2 separate regions of the Sus scrofa genome follow, and region 2 is linked to region 1. The links are chromatin contacts, called in public Hi-C maps. All regions are on one chromosome and are shown on one strand. Each heading gives the region's core, a stretch centred on a gene start, on an enhancer-like site or on the middle of the called end of the contact. The rest is flanking DNA. Distances are from core to core; before and after follow the strand shown.

Region 1 (4,378 bases), core at 982-3,481:
ACGTGGGTCCTGCATGGGCTGCCCAGGCCCCTGGGAGAGCTGTGAGATGGGCACGGTATCGTGCAGGCAGTGGGCATCTGTGAGCCTGGAATCGAGTCTTGAAAGGATGTTCTTGCAGAGCTGGTGGAAGGAACAGGGGCTCTCGGCATCTCAGATAAGACTGTCTCCTTACCACCTCTTCTCTCCCGAGCCCCAGGGCTGAAAGCCACCTCCCGCAAAAGAGACGTTTCCAGCCCACCTTAATCCTCCCAGGATTGCTAAAGGGACTAGGTAACCCGCTGGGAAACCAACTAAGTCAGATATGCAAATTTTAAAAGGAGAGGTAGGGGCCTCCGAAGCACTCACCTGTCTGAGCTCGGCGCCTCCTGTCCCGCGGTGGGAACCTCGCTGCCTTCCTCTGGGGAATCGGAGCCACCCGGCAAACTTCGTGACTCTCTGCACAAATAGATACTTCTCCTTTTTTTTTTTTTTTTTTCTCCTCTCTCTCTCTCTTTTTTTTTTTTCCTCTTCTGTTCCCCTCCCTGATTTTCAATCTGATTATTTGTGTCAAAATCTGGCGGTGAAGGAACAGCCAATAGAGAGAGAGCGAGAGCGCTGGGCTGTATTTGCTTATCAAAGCTCTCGGCGACTCAAGACGCTTCATTCTCTTCTCTCCCTCCGCGCCCGCGCCCGGAGCGGCGCTTTCTCTCCAGAACTTTTTAACAGCATGTGCATTTAAAAAGTAATGGCTAAATTATTAAATCGAAAAAGTTAAAGTCAAAATAAAACTTTAATTTATAAACCTTATTTTGTACAGAGAACTCACAAGTTAGTCTCTTTCTTTCACTTTCTTTTCTCCCCCCCCACACCTTTTTTTGGTCCTTTTTTTTAGGGCTGCACCTGCGGCATATGGAGGTTCCCAGGCTAGGGGTCCAATCGGAGCTACAGCTGTCGGCCTTGACCACAGCCACGGCAACGCGGGATCCGAGCCGCATCTCTGACTTACACCACAGCTCACTGCAACGCCGAATCCTTGACTCGCTGAGCGAGGCCAGGGATTGAACCCGCAACCCCATGGTTCCTAGTCGGATTCGTTTCCGTTGCGCAACGGCAAGAACTCCCTTTTTCTTTCCTTCCTTCTTTCTCTTCTTTCCTTTTTTTCTTTTTCTTCTCCCCCCGCCCCCGGCACCCCTTTCCTTTCCCTTGCCTTCTTTCCGTTTTTCTCCCTTTCTTCCTTTCCTCCCCTTCCCCCTGGAAGCTCAAGCGCTCCCGGAGAAAGCCCTCACCTGTGCTATTAAAGGCCGCTTTTGTATTTAGAGTGGCCTTTCTTGTCCTTGCAGAGGTTGCCGTTGAGGGGAGGAAAAAAAAAAAAAAAAGCAAAAAGTCAAATTCACGCGTCCCCAGACTTGGCCCCAGAACGGGTGAGGAGCAGCGGGTGTGGTTTTGAACGCGGGTGCTTCCCGCTGTACCTCCACCGCCCAGGTTCGGGGCAGGATGCGCTTGGGTCCCAGGCCCGCGTGTGTCGCCATCTGGTGGCCGCGGAGGAGCCATGGGAGGCCGAGGGTGGGGGTGGGGGCCAGGTGTCCCCACCTAGGAGGGATGGGCGTGGGAAGCTGGGACTGCCGGTCCGGATATTTCATCCTGTCGGGCACGGAGCCCCACCCCAAGCCCCCAGCCCCGACCCCCCACCTCCTCCTTCCTCTTCGGCCCCTCCAGCTTCCTTGGGCTTCCGGGCCGCCTGATGTATTTCAGGAGGTTTTGCATACGGGGAGCACTCACAAAACAGCACTGTTAGGCTGATTTGCATGCTCTGCCAGCCCAGCGCTGGAGAGATTAGGTTTCCCGCAAAAAGAAAACAAGTTTGGCGACAGGAAGCCGCAACATAACTGAAGTCCAAGGTCCGACGCGGAGAGCAAGTGGGGGGAGGTTCGGGAGACCCCACTGCTGTTGGGCGGGGGTCCCGCCGGTCTAGGCGGTGCTCCTGGGGCCGGGGGTCCCAACCGGGAGCCAAACGCAGGAGACAGTCTCTGTCTTCCTGATGGAGAGGGACTAGTGGAAACACCTGCAACCTTCTTTGGGTGCTGCACTTGGCCCACAGGCAACTGGAACGATTTGTCATTATGCAGAAAACTTGACAAATAAGTCAAGGGTGTAAAGAAAAATTAAAAATAATTGGAAAGTGGTTACATTAGAAAAGAAAAATCAAAAGTAATTCAAGGGCTTGTCCCTTAACTTGAATGTCCACCCCCTTTTTTGTGTGTGTGTGCTTTTTAGGGCCACACCTGCTACCTATGGAGGTTCCAGGCTAGAGGTCTAATCAGAGCTACAGCTGCCCGCCGTGTAGACACCAGAGCCACAGCAACGCCAGCTCCAAGCAGTGTCTGCAACCTACACCACAGCTCACAGCAACGCCAGACCCTTGATCTGCTGAGCAAGGCCAGGGATTGAACCTGCAACCTCATGGTTGCTAGTTGGATTCATTTCCACTGCGCCATGACAGGAACACCAAATGTCCCCCTTTCTTCTGGCCTTGCCTGTGGCATGTGGAAGTTCCCTGGCCAGGGATTGAACCTGAGCCACAGCGGCGACCCGAGCTGCTGCAGTGACAACCTGTTGGATCCTTAACCTGCTGTACCACAGCGGGAACTCCTCACATTCTCACTTTATTACACACACACACACACACACACACACACACATTTTGCTATCATCAATCAGCAGGCCCTTTTTTCCCAGTGAATGTTACTTTATTTCAGTCCCTCCTAAATTCTTTTTTTTTTTTTTTTTGTCTTTGTTGTTGTTGTTGTTGTCGTTGCTATTTCTTGGGCTGCTCCCGCGGCATATGGAGGTTCCCAGGCTAGGGGTTGAATCAGAGCTGTAGCCACCGGCCTACGCCAGAGCCACAGCAACGCGGGATCCGAGCCGCGTCTGCAACCTACACCACAGCTCATGACAACGCCGGATGTTAACCCACTGAGCAAGGCCAGGGACCGAACCCGCAACCTCATGGTTCCTAGTCGGATTCGTTAACCACTGAGCCACGACGGGAACTCCAAATTCTTTTTTTTTTTTAACATGTTAAATGGTTTCACAGTTTTGTGTGGCTTACCTTATCAGCCACCTCCCCCATTCAGGGCATTTAGTTATTTGTGGTATTTTCTAGCTGCTGTATCGGACCCAGAGAATTCAGCTGCTGTCCTAAGATGTAATCCCACTTAGGGGCCTCATCTTCCCCATTAAGTAAGTAATCAGCTCAGGGTCTCCCTTTGCAGACCAGGATCCCAGGCTGTGAGTAAAGGCAGGTCTTGGGAGTTCCCCAATGGGCTAGTGGTTAAGGACCTGGTGTTGTCACTGCTGTGATGCAGGTTTCATCCTTCCCCTGGGAACTTTGGCATGCTGAGGTTGTGGCAAAAAAAAAAAAAAAAAAAAAAAAAAAAAAAAAGGCAGGCATTCCCTGGAGCCATGAAGGATCCTCTCTATGGGAGAGCAGTGTCCAGGCCCCCAGCCCCAGGCACTTCAGTTGAAGCCTGGGGTGGGAGGGAGGAGGGTACACACAGCCTCACTTAGGTTCTTGCCACCTGAGGTCTCCCTGCCTCCGGACCCTCTCCAGGGCTGCCTGTGAGGGCCAACACCATTCCCCGTGGTAGGCAGCCCTGGAAATGAAGAGCCTTCATTTAACCTCTCCAGAGGGCTAATCATTTCAGCATCCTGGTGCCCATCCATCCATCCACCCATCCACCCACCCATCCATCCACCCCTTCACCCGCCCATCCATTCATCCATCCATTCGAGTAGGTATCTTTCACATGCCAGGTCCCTCCTTCTTCCCCCTTCCCTCCTCCAGCTCAGGCTGCCAGAACAAAACACCACAGACTGGGTGACTCAGCACTGACTTCTCACCAAGGCTGGAAAGTCCAAGCTAAGGTGCAAGCAGATTCTGTCTCTGGTGAGGACAGACTTCCTGGCTTGTAGACGGCCACCTTCTTGCTGAATCCGCACTCGCCAGAGAGAGGGCGAGCTCCGGTCTCTCTTCCTCTTTTCGTGAGGACACTAATCCATCATGGGGGCCCCAACCGCCTGACCTCATGTAAACCTAATTACCTTCCCAAGGCCCCGCCTCCAAATACCATCACATTCATTCATTGGCATAGGAATTTGGGGGGGACACATTCAGTCCATCACACTCCCTTAGCTAATACAGGCTCATTGAGTTCTTGTAGGTACCGATATGGAAGTTTCAAACAAGAACCAGACAGAAGCCCTGGGGGGCTCCTTTTTGGTCTAGCAATTGGGACAGAATACCCTGAAATTTACAATTAGGGGTGATACATGCTGTGATGATTCTATGGTTTGCATGTAAACAAGGAGCATGGGGTGTGGGGAGATGGACCCAGACTTG
Region 2 (4,378 bases), core at 855-3,354, 42 kb before region 1:
GAGGAAGGACGGGGCTCCTCCCAAAGGGCTCATACTCTAGCTAGGTACAAATGTCCCGGGTTAGTGGAGTAAGGGTCCTGTCAATGCCGCAGTAAGTCGGGCTGAAAGAACAAAACAGGAGGAAGTCCCTTGGCGGCTCCGCGGGTAAAGGATCTGGCATTGTCACTGCTGTGGTGAGGGTTCAATCCCTGGCCCAGGAACTTCCACATGCCATGACGCCATGGGTGTGGAGGGGAGACAAAACAAGACTAACTGGGCCTCTGCTGGCATCTTGTGCTTAATGACATGTTCGGGGTTTTTGGTATTCACCGAGCATGGAGGATGGAGGTCAGAGTTCAGACTTCAGAGGGAGGCATGAATGAGTTCAGATTCCCACCGTACCCCGTAGGAGCTTGTTTGGCCCAACCTTTCTTTTTTTTTTGTCTTTTTGTCTTTTTAGGGCCGCTCCTGAGGCACATGGAGGTTCCCAGGCCAGGGGTCCAATCGGAGCCGCAGCTGCCAACCTACGCTACAGCCTCAGCAACGTGGGATCCGAGCCGCGTCCGCAACCCACACCACAGCTCATGGCAACAGCGGATCCTGATCGAACCCGCAACCTCATGGTTCCTAGTTGGGTTCATTAACGACTGAGCCACTCCGGGAACTCCCCCAGCCTTTCTTCCTGTGTCTTTTTCTGAAAAAAGGGAATAATAATGGTACCTGTACCTAACTCATTAGATTGTTGTGAAGATTCAATCATGCATTTGACAAGTGTTTGGGAAGCAGGCACCACTATGGATGTTAAGACCACAGGTGTGAACGAGAGCGACAAGGTCCCGCTCTCATGGAATTTACAGACTCAGAGCCAAGAGTCCAAGACAGACAATTAACACGTTAAAATAACTTCAGGTTGGAATTAGCAGGTTGGGTAGGCAGATATTAACTGCTAGCAGCCACTTTAGTGAGGGCCATCAGGGAACAACTCTCTCAAGAGGAGACACTTCAAGATCTGGTTCGTGTAAAGCCCTTACATTGAGCTTTCTTTGCACAAGCTAAGAATTCATCTCGGCTCCACTCTTTGCTGGGCGAATCTGAACAAGCTGTTTCAGTTTCCTTGTAAAATTCAGACACTGACACTTCCTACCAGGAAGGGTTCCAGTGAGGATCATGTTTTAAGTAAAGCACCTAGAACTGTAGCTCGTACAGAGTAAGTTGTTAGCTTTGACTACCTTTAGCCTAAATAACATAATTCTTCCTTCCTCCCTCTCACTTAGGTCGACGGTTCCTAATTTCCCATATCTCAGTTTTCTGCTTCGTGAAATGAGGATGTGGCAGTCCAGCACATCCTGCGGTGGCAGAAAGCGGGGAGCTGCAGCTGAGCTGAGCTCAAGGCAGAAATGCCAAAGCTGCGGCTCATCCGAGGATGGGAGACCCTCTCTGCGTCTCCCTATGGTTCTTTTCACGCGCCCTCTGCCCGCGAAGAAAAAACGGTCCACGCCGAGTGGTCTCAGAAGCAAATCCCCGCCCGCTGGCCGCTGCAGAGCCAGCCTCAAGCTCCACTGCCAAGGAAACCTCGCGTCCCTGGGTGGTCCCGCCCCTCTGGCCGTTGTCCCGCGATTGTCCGCCCCGTGGACCCCGGAGACTCCACGCTCCTCACCCGGGAGACGCTTTCCTCGCCGCCCAGGGTCAGCAGCATCTTGGACACGTCGCGCACCAGGCCCGGGTACTCCACACACACCATGCGCCGCTCGTGCCGCAGGTCCACCGAGACGGCGCCCCCCTGCCCCGCGTCGGCCGCCGCCGCCATCCCTGCCAGTCTAGTCGGGTCCGCCGCGGTCCGTTCCTGTCCTCGCGCTCCCAGAGGCCTCGCCCCAAAGGTTCCGCGAAGGAATCGTTCCGGCCTCCTCCTGGCTCGCGCCTCCCCAAATCCCTGAGTTGCGCGAGGCTCGAAGTCCTCAGGGAGCAAAGGCCCGAAGGAAGGGCCTAAGACTTCGGAGTTAACACCCGCTGGATCCTCAACTTTGTGTTTTAAATGAAGAGGGTTGGAGCCCAAGGGGCGGGGTAAGGGCCTGTCTCTCCCACCAACCCGAGGGACGGCGACGCTTGTAAGACACCACCCAGCCCTCGACTTTAGCCAATGAGAACCCGAGGGCCGAGCCGAGCTTTTTAGCCAATGAAGAGTCAAGACGAAGCCGGGTTTCCGCCCCCTTCCTTGGCTCCCTTAGGTTTTAGCCAATAATGAACCAGGGTTAGGTTGGGTCCCCGCCCCTTCCTGGGATTTAACCCAATAATAGATGGGGGCGTGTCCGAAGCAAACTTCCGGCCGCTCTTCCTGCGTGGAAAGGTCCCAGTAAGCAATGGGTTTCCGGACCCCGGGTCCGCCAAGTGGGTTTCCTCCCGGGTGGGTTCCCTCCCTTTCCCGCTGACCGCCCCAGAATGTGGTTTTTAGCGGCGCACGGAGGCCGCGAGGAGTCCGATCTGGACATGGAGAGCGCGATCTGGAAATGCACTTTGAATGCTTGCCCACCTCCACTCTCAGAAAACGCGGAAGCGCTCCCCGCGCGGACTAAGGCGGGCGTCCGTCCTTCGTTTCTTAGTTATTTAGCGCCTGCTGTGTGCTGGGCACCACTCAAACCTCACCGAAGCATGAAGTGAGGAGACCCCGAAGCGAGCGACTGGGGGCCGTTCTAGGAAGTGACAAAAAGCGAAACTTGAAGGAGCAAAGTGGAGGGAGATGAAGGGTCAGAGGTCGACAAAGGCCAAACAGATCCTTAAAACGATTTACCTAACGGGTTGGCTTTTTCTGAGTGCAATGGAGAGCCCTTGAAGGGTTTTGTGCTGGGAGTGCGGGAATCTGATTTATGCATTTGACTCTTTGGCTGTTTCCTTGGCGTTGTTTGTTTATGTTTTAGCGGTGCCTGTGGCATGTGGAAGTCCCCAAGCCTGAACTCGAACCCAAGCCACAGCAGTGACAACCCTGAACCCTTCACTGCTAGGCCACCAGGGAACTCCTCTGTGGCTGTTGTGTAGAGAATAGACCAGAGACACCAAAAGCAGACTCAGATAAACCACCGGAGAGAGGTTGCATAATCCAGGCACGAAATGCTGCCGGGGGAAGTGGCAGTGAGGATGGAAAGAAGGGACTGGATTCGAGGACGTTAGGAGATAAAAGAGACTCCTTGGGAATGGATACCCCACGTTTCTGAAATGACTCCTGAATCAAAAAGTTATGTTATTATTCTAGATGGATTTAAGAAGGCCGAATAAATGACTGCAGGGACCACTAAATACATTTTTTAAAGAAAAATGTGTAATCTGAATGTGAGGTATATGTCATCGGCTGGGAGCCTGAAAGGAAGCCCACTCAGATCGCTGGGAGGAGTCCACCAGCAGCACATGGTGGAGGAGCTGGAGGAGGCCAGGCACAAGGGCTTCGCAGTCCTTGACCTGCCTTCTCCAGCCGGAACTTGCCTGCTCCACTGGGGAAGAAGATTCTGTGCAGTGCAGCCAAGAGAATTCTCCGGAATTTTCCATGCCTTGACATTAAATGTCCTTTTAAATGCCTCCTGTCTTTTCTCTCATTCCATGCTCCCCTGAGCAGTAATCTGTTGTTGTTTTTTGCTTTCTTAGGGTTGCACCCGTGGCATATGAAAGTTCCCAGGCTAGGTTCAAATCAAAGCTGCAGCTGCTGGCCTGCACCACAGCCACAGCAATGTGGGATCTGAACTGCCTCTTTGATCTACACTGCAGCTTGTGGCAACTCAGGATCCTTAACCCACAGAGCAAGGCCATGGATCGAACCCACATCGTCATGGATACTAGTAGAGCTCTTAATCTGCTGAGCCACAATGGGAACTCCTGTATTTTCTAAATGTTTTTAATTTCCTTTAAATAACCAAGGGTTGAAAACTTTACAGAAATGTTAGGACTTCCCAATATGGCTCAGCGGGTTAAGAACCCGACTAGTGTCTATGAAGATGCAGGTTTGATCCCTGCTGGCCACGCTTAGTGGGTTAAGGACTTAGGTCACAGATGTGGCTCAGATCCCAAGTTGCTGTGGCCGCAGCAGCAGCTCCAATTCGACTCCTTACCTCTCTGTGCCTGGGGCACCCAAACCCATCACAGAGGCTTCAGGGCTGCTTTATTTATTTATTTTGCTTTTGGGGGCCACACCTGTGGCATGAGGAAGTTCCCAGGCTAGGGGTCAAATCAGAGCTGCAGCTGCTGGCCTACACCACAGCCACAGCAAAGCAGGATCCAAGCCGAGTCTGCAACCTACATCACAGCTCACAGCAATACCAGATCCTTAACCCACAGAGCAAAGCCAGGGACCGAACCTGCAACCTCATGGTCACTAGTCGGGTTCTTTCCACTATGCCATGCCATAACGGGAGCTCCT

The links. Hi-C and Micro-C count contacts between places; a contact is called where the count stands out from the background.
Region 2: a contact with region 1 is called in a Hi-C map of fetal liver, with 2.2 times the contacts expected there. The contact joins the promoter of GTF3C5 here to the promoter of GFI1B in region 1. A contact is called at or near these places in 1 of 5 promoter capture datasets (fetal liver) and 9 of 47 Hi-C or Micro-C datasets (blood, brain, embryonic fibroblasts and 2 more).

What each region holds. Positions count from the first base shown.
Region 1 is chr1:272,699,239-272,703,616 of Sscrofa11.1, reverse strand. It overlaps GFI1B (zinc finger protein Gfi-1b), which reads right to left and starts at 2,231. Exons shown (of 8, transcript XM_013993949.2): 1 at 1,266-2,231; 2 at 346-728. The coding sequence starts at 643.
Region 2 is chr1:272,741,253-272,745,630 of Sscrofa11.1, reverse strand. GTF3C5 (general transcription factor 3C polypeptide 5) reads right to left here and starts at 2,104. Exons shown (of 11, transcript XM_021070913.1): 1 at 1,637-2,104. The coding sequence starts at 1,786.